Linked DNA regions of Zea mays: all the other regions are linked to region 2. Evidence: chromatin contacts called from public Hi-C data. All regions are on one chromosome and are shown on one strand. Each heading gives the region's core, a stretch centred on a gene start, on an enhancer-like site or on the middle of the called end of the contact. The rest is flanking DNA. Distances are from core to core; before and after follow the strand shown.

Region 1 (2,700 bases), core at 198-2,697, 340 kb after region 2:
ACTGAGAACAGCAAAATCCAATCAAATAAAACAAAAGGGTGCTGATTGGCCTAACAAAATCATCGCTAATCCATTTGAACTACAACAACTTTTATGTTAATCACTGGATTAAGCATAAAAGATTTGCTTAGCCTGCAATTTCATGCTACTGTCATCCTCAATCAAATCATGGTTACACAATATTAGTTCTAGCATGGTGAAGTTTATGGCATAATATTAGCACAGAACATACACAATATTAAAGAAATTTATGGAACATCCAAATACAGTCTAGGGAAATAGTTCACCACCTTTACGATTGATGTGATGTCACGGAGTGGGACCCTTGGGTACCAGTCAGGTAGGGGGCTTCTCCTCTTTGGTTTAGCCCTCGCTGCAGGTGTTCGGACCCGTCGAGCCAGCGGCTTGGCGGCGCCCTTTGCCTGGGAAGTTCCTGGTGATGCCACCCTTCTCCTGATAAAAAAACCACCAGCAGAGTTGCTGGCGAGCGCCGGCCTGCTGGCAGTTCTCAATTGAGGCATCTTGTAGTCCTGCGAGAAGTTTGTGTAGCTCATATCGGTGAGACAGTGATTCAAGAACCAACCAGACAATGAATCAGCACATCAGTAAATGGACCAAGAAACCATAAATTTTCTTACAGTTCTGCTCTCGTTCTGCCCAGATTTCTATTGTTCTTCTCCTGGATCTATGCAACGAATTCTTGGTGCCCCGGGCACTGTTGCTCTTCCCTTCCCCTGGAGGCGTGAAATATTTTTTTTGGATGAAATTGCCAGATTGTCAAGAAATATTCAGAGAGGACGTGAGCAACCTATTCACCAAATTCTACGCACCTATTGGCTATTGCTCGGTTTCCGCCTCTCCGTGATTTCTCCCAATGTCAACGCGATCCCTACGAGTCTAGGCCACCTGCAAGAAAAACACAAGGCAAACAAGAGCAACAGTTCAGACAAGAGCTTCAAGAAAACCATCAAAACCATGCAAATCCCAGCCGCTCTACTCATATTCCCCATCCTTGGCAGGTATTCGAACCAAAATAACCAGTCAAACACGTAAGAACAAAGAGACGGAGGCTGAACCAACAAAATCCCACGAAAGAACCAACCAAACCCCCCCTGCTGTCCTTCGATTCTCACCTCGAACAGGTTCCCTCAGCTCCTGATCCCGCCTCCGAATCCTTACCTGTCCGCAGATCTGTGGTAACAGAACCAACAAAGAAGAATCGAATCACGAACCGCCCGAAAAGATGCAAGAACATATCCACTGGAGAACAGCAAAGGTTGCTCACGATTTTCGCTCCGCTCCTCTCCGAGCCGCGGCGATCCGGCCCCCGCGACGGCTTCTTGATACGATAGGACCCTGCTTGGGGTGTGATTTCTGGGTAGATTCCCTAGGGTTTGAGCCTGGATGGAGATGGCTACTGGGTACTACTGGGTACTGGGCTACTGGCTACGCTGCTACGGTCTCCGGCTATTGAGCGGGATGTTTAAACCTATTTGAAATGGCGAAGGAGAGATAACCGGTGTACCGTGTACGGTGCCTTTGGTGGACCCCGAGTCACATCTGGACGTTCGTGTGGCGAAGTGCAACGGCCAACGGGCAGTGATGGATCCGGTGTATGGACCAAGCGCGTGCAGTCGAAACGAAATTGTGGGTCTGAAATGGCATTCGCGGACACCGAACAGCGGGCCGGTACGCCGGTATACAGCGCGGTTGGTGGATCGAGATCGCGGCGTGGCGTGGTATGATATATGAATTTCGAATTTTTGGACAGTTGCCCGTGCGGAGAGGTATGTAATAGGTATTACTCGTTTATATTTATATTTATTTTTTATTTGCATTTAGATTTAATACGGATATTATCAAATTGTGTTGGATAAATATTAAATAAATATCAACATCTTAAATATTCAATTTTTATTACGGATACAGATATATAATAGGTACAGATTAGATACTGAATACCGGATTCAGATACGGACCAGATCTCAACCCTTTTATATGGATCGAATTCGAATACTTCTACTTTCATACAAGTCCTTTGGATAATGTGAAATATTTTAAGTTTTTGAATGGCGCAAAATAAACTTTGTGGGCTTGAAACAGTGGAAGTGAGAACCAAATTGCATCATCTTCCTTAGCGGTGTGCTATGTTCCTGTTTCTTGGTTTACATTAAGCACATGTTTCGCCAAGTTTTTTATGTTCTTGGTGTTATGGTGTTAGCTATAATTGCCTGGTTTTTGGCCTAGGTGTGTTGGAAATGTGACTCCACTAATACATAATTATTATTGAAAACTCTGAGATATCTCTCTTTGTTAAACCAACTTTTTTTGTTTGTATAAACCTGAGTGAATACTAGGTTAAACATGTTATTTGTTCACATGTACTGAGGGTGCTCAATGACTTTACAGTCTTGCAATCTTATCTAGTCAAAGAACATGAACGAGATTGTGCACACTCATGGGGACTCAGAAACCAGATTAGTATTTGGCGATATCCAACAATGTCAAAGGGTACGCCGCAAGTTTCTTCAGAATTCAATTAAAAGTTCCTTTTTTGCACGTAAACATAGTACCACATCTATATCTATATCTATACTACTTATTAAGAATGTAAGAGTAGTCTGCCGTTCTGCCCTCCCCCGTTCCGCGCGCAGAAAAAAAAAATTCAAACCGTGGCTACCCAGGGATCAAACCTTGGAT
Region 2 (2,743 bases), core at 4-2,503:
ACAGCCGCCGCAACACAGCCGCTGCAGCACAAGACGTCCGCTCGCGGCTCGCCCGGCCGGCCGACCGCCTGTCCGTCCGCGGCCGCCTGCCCACCTCCGTCTCTGGCTTCTGCTTCCTGCGGGCTGCGGTCTTGCCTGGCTGGTGGCTGCCTCTGCCTTCCTGCTGTGCGCGCGTGCTTGTCCGGTTGACCCGTTGGGCGTTGGCTGGCCGGCGGCCGCACGGCCGTGCTCCACCTCCACTGCTCCACGGCTGCTTGCCTGCTTTGCTTTGCTCCGCCTGCTTCGGATGTGCAGCCCGTGCTCCACTGCTCCGCCTGCTTTCTTTTGCTGCTTTCAAATTCGGCTGCTTGGAAAGCCTGCTGCCCTGCAGTTGCAAAGCCTGCTGTCAAAGTCTCCTAGACAAAACTAAAATAATTGCTTATTTAGCATATAATCTACAAGGGATTCTTCATCTAAGATACTTTTTGATGATGTTTTTATACTAAAATTTTATTTTACTATAAGATATGTCTTTACCATTGCCATACCTTAATTTTGGGTCGTGCTCCGCCACTGCTGATGAGTGATGACTGTAACACCACGCCTGTTGTTTGAATAGTCACTGATGCCCGCATTATTAACGAGAAATCGAGCGCGTCACCTAGATACGCCGAAATAGCGAACAAGATGCACCTAATGCTAAGCTAGGGTCACATGGAGCCCACGCGGCCATGCATCTGTGTTATTGGGCTAATATCAGGCGATTTCGAGGGAATCGCTGGATGCTTGCTCAAAGAAACACCAAAACCGAGGAATCCAGATAACCCGACATTCGTGCTCCCGAGCTAGACTACAGCTCCGCACAGCTCGAGCGCGATGCGCAGATCACCGCGATCCCGCGCGCATTGACACGGCCAACGGAAACAATCCCCACTTACCACGAAAAGTGCAGGCCCGGCTACGATCGCATCCCTCCAAGACGAGCCAATCTAACCACTCCCAGTCTCCCAATGCCCTTTGTTCTTTGCCGCTAAAGCTCGTCGAACCTCGGTAAGGAGGCGCACCACTAGATCGGAGGTGGAGGCCCGCTATCTCCGTCGGCTCCGGCACTGGCGGCGTCAGGTGCGGAGTGCGATCTCGTCTGGAGATTCGGCGCGCCCGGGCGCACTTTGGCGAGTCTGACGGGAAGGAAGGAGGAAGGAAGGAAGCAGGAAAGGGTCGAGACGTGGAGCGGTGGAGACATGGCGATGACGAAGGTGGCCGCTGGTGGGGTGTGGACGTGTGGTCAGTGGTCACAACTCACAAATATATTTCTTGTTGAATGTTTTTGCTGCCCTTCCTCCTCTATTTTTCCTTTCTGTTTTCTGTGTATAGTTCCGAGAGGTATATATGGTTAGGGCCTGTTCGGCGGCTCAAGAATGAATCCAGACTAGGGACAGTTACAAGCCAGGATTCAGTGGATCCGACCCTTTCACTTGTTCCGGACATGTAATTAATACGGCTGGAATAAATCAAGAGAAGCAATTTTTATCTGTTTGGTAGCAAAGGATTGAATCCTGTCACTTCAGTTGAAATCAAATTTTCAGCCACACACTGACAGCGGTAGTAGGCGATGTCGGACCACAACAAAAAAATTGTGATAAATTTTTTTTATCCAACTCTGGTACGATGAGAGTAACGTTCAGATACCTTGCGATGGTTACCATGTCACAAATCTGTCTCAACAACAACAAAAATAGGTGGAACCTTGAGGCCTGAATTTTCAGTATTCAGACAACGGTTGGAATTCAGAAAGGGAGAAAAAAATCTGATAGATGCACGCTCGGATTGATACACATTATTATAAAGCTTAATGATGGCAGAAATTCAGAGATGTAACTTGTGGTAGTTGTATTTAGATTTCGATACACAATGCTTACTGCTGCTCGCATCTGGTTAAGCCCGCCGTTGCAGGAGACCATCAGATAGCCATTGTTCCTGTAGATTCCTGCACGTAGTATTGGTAAAAATCAAACGATCGTCCATGCTCTCCTTGACGTAATGCGTAGGTACATGAAGTCATGAAAAATACATGGAGCGGTCAAATGGAATTAATCTGCAGAGCTAGGCCGGCAAATAAATTGGCCGGTGACTAGACAAAGCGAACACAGAATTGAATTGGACTAGAAATAACCTACATCGAATGCGTACACTGCAGCTGAAATGGGAAAGAATAGACAATTCAAAGTTCACCGAGGGGGGAGGTTGGGGGGAGAAGTGAAAGGGAAATGTGCCCTTGGGCCATTTCTAAGTATTTTGGTGGTTTAGTGTCCAACACAAGTGCCTAGATGTAAAAAGGTGGACAAAGTACAAATCAAGGATAAAGGTATGTTTCTCAGACTTAGTACATTGTTTTAGAGACTAATGTATTGTGTCTAAGTGTTGGAAACAGGAAAAGACCAACTAGAAATGCCTTGGCTCGAGCAGCCAAGACTTTGCTGAGTCTGGGAGCACCGGACTGTCCGGTGGTGCACCGGACAGTGTCCGGTGCGCCAGGCTGGCTTGAACGAACTCGCTGCTCTCGGGAATTCACCGGCGACGTACGACTATAATTCACCGGACTGTCCGGTGTGCACCGGACTGTCCGGTGAGCCAACGGTCGGCCGCAAAATCCGCGCGCGACACGTGGTCGAGCCAACGGTCGGAAGGGGGCACCGGACTGTCCGGTGCGCCAACGGCTCTCTGGCTGCCAACGGTCGACTTCGCCGTAGAAGGAAAGAAATCG
Region 3 (2,700 bases), core at 27-2,526, 310 kb before region 2:
ATGGTTGAGAAGTTTTTTTATCCTTTAGTATTCAGAAAAATGACGAAGCAAGCGTTTTAATTTTTTTGACGATTTTTTATCCTTTAGTAGTCTCCCCTAGCAATCATCAACTTTAAAATTATTATATAGTCTCTTGCCACTACATATATGCTTGTTACTGGTTACCCCCTGCAGCCAAACACATACACACTAAAAGTAATAATAGAGCCTCTTCTGAATTTAAGTAAGAGCATATTCCTGCATATCCTTCTGCTTTGCTTTTTTCTTATTGCATAAAACTCTTGTCCATCTCCAAAGAAGAAATTAACTTAACATGGGAAAATCATTTGGTTCTAATTAACCTAGCTGCCAAATCATCTCTGCTAAATCAACTAGCCAAGTTTTCAAAAGCTATTATTTATGTACAACACTGCCTTTTGTCATTCGCCCTACCCCATGCGCACACACACTGAAAGTAAACCTCTTCTGAAGTTAAGTTAGAGCATATTGGAGACACCATATACCCCACAAATGAATTTGAACATGGACTGCTTTGGACAAGATCAAGTAAATACCATCAATGTTCATAATAGTAGTAAACTAAACTGGAAAGCAAAGAACTATTTTGCAACAAAGATTTTTCAGTCATCTGAATAGATATATAGATAGTGTTTCAACATTCCCTCACCAAACAAATGCTTAGATAAAATCAATGCATGCAGTGACTCACGATGAAACGATGCGTCCAACCAATTAGAGGGACAATGATGTTTGTCGTTCTGTATATATGTTTCATACTAATTTTTTACTCCCGTAGCAACGCACGGACATAGACCTAGTAATAAATAAAGGAGATAGAGTTTTGGATGTACATTATATGCATTTTTTCCCTTCCTTGAGCACACACATGTATAAAAAAACCAATTGTCATGGATAAATTCCCTAATAAATAATGAAATAAAATGAAAATAATAGTAAAATAAAATATTGCATCATGCTGGGACTTTTGTTTGTGCACTTGAATTGTGTGTGAAACTCATGAACAATTCATAAATTAAATACCAAAATTCGAAATTGTGAAAGAAATTCAAACAGAAATAAGAAAAACAAGAGAAAATGCCTGTTGGGCCTCAACTTTGTTTCTCGGCCCACCAACGAATTACACCCGCGGCGGCCCAACTCCCGCTCTCGCGCAGCCTGGCGCTGACAGGCCGGACCCGCGCATCAGTCGCACCCTCCCGCGCCGCGTTTTCTTTCCCGGTCACTAACTGGTGGGCTCCGCTCGCCGAGGGCGTTCACAGTCACCGTTGCGTGGGACCCAGGCGTCAGCCCGCCTTCTCCGCCAGGGCCGTTGCAATGGCGCCCGGCTCGGGCGTAACCACCCGCCGATGCTGGATCTCGCCGAGGATCCGGCGCCGCGGACTTCTTCCCCCTCGCATCTCTGTGCTATAAGACCGCCTTCACCAGCCGCCGAACTACCACTTCTCTGCCTTCGTGAACCACCGCGAGAGAGAGAGTCGAGATCCGTCGCTGCCGTGCGAACCTTGGGCTCAATCGATTGGGTCAGTGGGGTTCGGCAACGCTCGAGAGAACCGGCCGTTGTATCAACGGGCGAAGTGGTGATCGGAGCGCGTGGCGATTTCATGCCGGAGTCGGAGCTCCGCCGCGGATTCCGCTGCGCCCCGCGGGCAGACTACTTCGCAGCTGTCGCTGGTGAGAAAACCCTTTCCAACTGTTTGTCGCATTCTCCCCTACGTGCAGTTCGTTCGTATCGGGGATTTGAACGTTCCTGTGTCAAGGTCAGGCCGCGACCACGTCGTCATCTTCCCTTTCATGGCGAAGGGCCACATGCTCCCGCTGCTCCACTTCGCCACGGCACTCTCGGCGCAACACGGCAGGCTCCGCGTGACCCTGGTCACCACCCCGGGCAACGTGGCCTTCGCCCGGAGCCGTCTGCCCGCGTCGGTGGGCCTCGTCGCGCTCCCGTTCCCGTCGTTCCCGCCGCTGCCGGAGGGCGTCGAGTCCACCGACGCCCTCCCGTGCCCGTCGCTGCACCTGACGTTCATGCAGGCGACGGGGCTCCTGCGCGGGCCGTTCGCCGAGTTCCTGGCGTCGCTCCCGTCCCCGCCGCTCGCGCTCGTCTCCGACTTCTTCCTCGGGTTCACGCGCCGCGTGGCGGCCGACGCCGGCGTCCGCCGCATCGTGTTCAACGGCATGTCCTGCTTCGCCTCGGCGATCTGCAAGGCGCTCGCTGCGAGCCCGCCGACCAGCTTCGAGCCCGGGACCATGATCCAGGTGCCCGGCATGCCGGAGCACGTGGCGGTCAGGGCGGAGGAGGTTCCCGATGGGGTCACCAAGAGGGCCGACCCCGACAACCCGTTCACGCGCTTCTTCATGGACGAGATCGGTGATTCGGACGTGCGCAGCTGGGGAGTCCTCAGCAACAGCCTCGACGCGCTCGACGCGGCCTACGTGTCGGCCTTGGAGTCATTCTACGAGACGGGCGCCCGTGCCTGGCTCGTGGGCCCGCTGTTCATGGCCGCCGGCGACATGCCGGACGGCGAGAAGAAGGAGCAAGACCCCGAGGGCTGTCTCTCGTGGCTCGACGAGAGGGCGGCGCATCCGGGGTCGGTGGTGTACATCTCGTTCGGGACGCAGGCCCACATCACGGACGTGCAGCTGGACGAGCTGGTGCACGGGCTGGTGCAGTCCGGCCATCCC

What was found. Hi-C and Micro-C count contacts between places; a contact is called where the count stands out from the background.
Region 1: a contact with region 2 is called in a Hi-C map of endosperm, with 2.4 times the contacts expected there. The contact joins the promoter of LOC100275429 here to the promoter of LOC100274255 in region 2. A contact is called at or near these places in 3 of 25 Hi-C or Micro-C datasets (ear, endosperm and tassel).
Region 3: a Hi-C map of leaf shows a contact between it and region 2, with 4 times the contacts expected there. The contact joins the promoter of LOC100273588 here to the promoter of LOC100274255 in region 2. A contact is called at or near these places in 2 of 25 Hi-C or Micro-C datasets (leaf and leaf mesophyll).

What each region holds. Positions count from the first base shown.
Region 1 is chr5:182,796,015-182,798,714 of Zm-B73-REFERENCE-NAM-5.0, reverse strand. It overlaps LOC100275429, which reads right to left and starts at 1,447. Exons shown (of 6, transcript NM_001196684.1): 1 at 1,286-1,447; 2 at 1,134-1,191; 3 at 831-906; 4 at 639-734; 5 at 291-530. The coding sequence starts at 521.
Region 2 is chr5:183,130,815-183,133,557 of Zm-B73-REFERENCE-NAM-5.0, reverse strand. It overlaps LOC100274255, which reads right to left and starts at 1,253. Exons shown (of 9, transcript NM_001365843.1): 1 at 528-1,253; 2 at 1-364. The coding sequence starts at 614.
Region 3 is chr5:183,442,831-183,445,530 of Zm-B73-REFERENCE-NAM-5.0, reverse strand. LOC100273588 reads left to right here and starts at 1,276. Exons shown (of 2, transcript NM_001148005.2): 1 at 1,276-1,692; 2 at 1,784-2,700. The coding sequence starts at 1,368.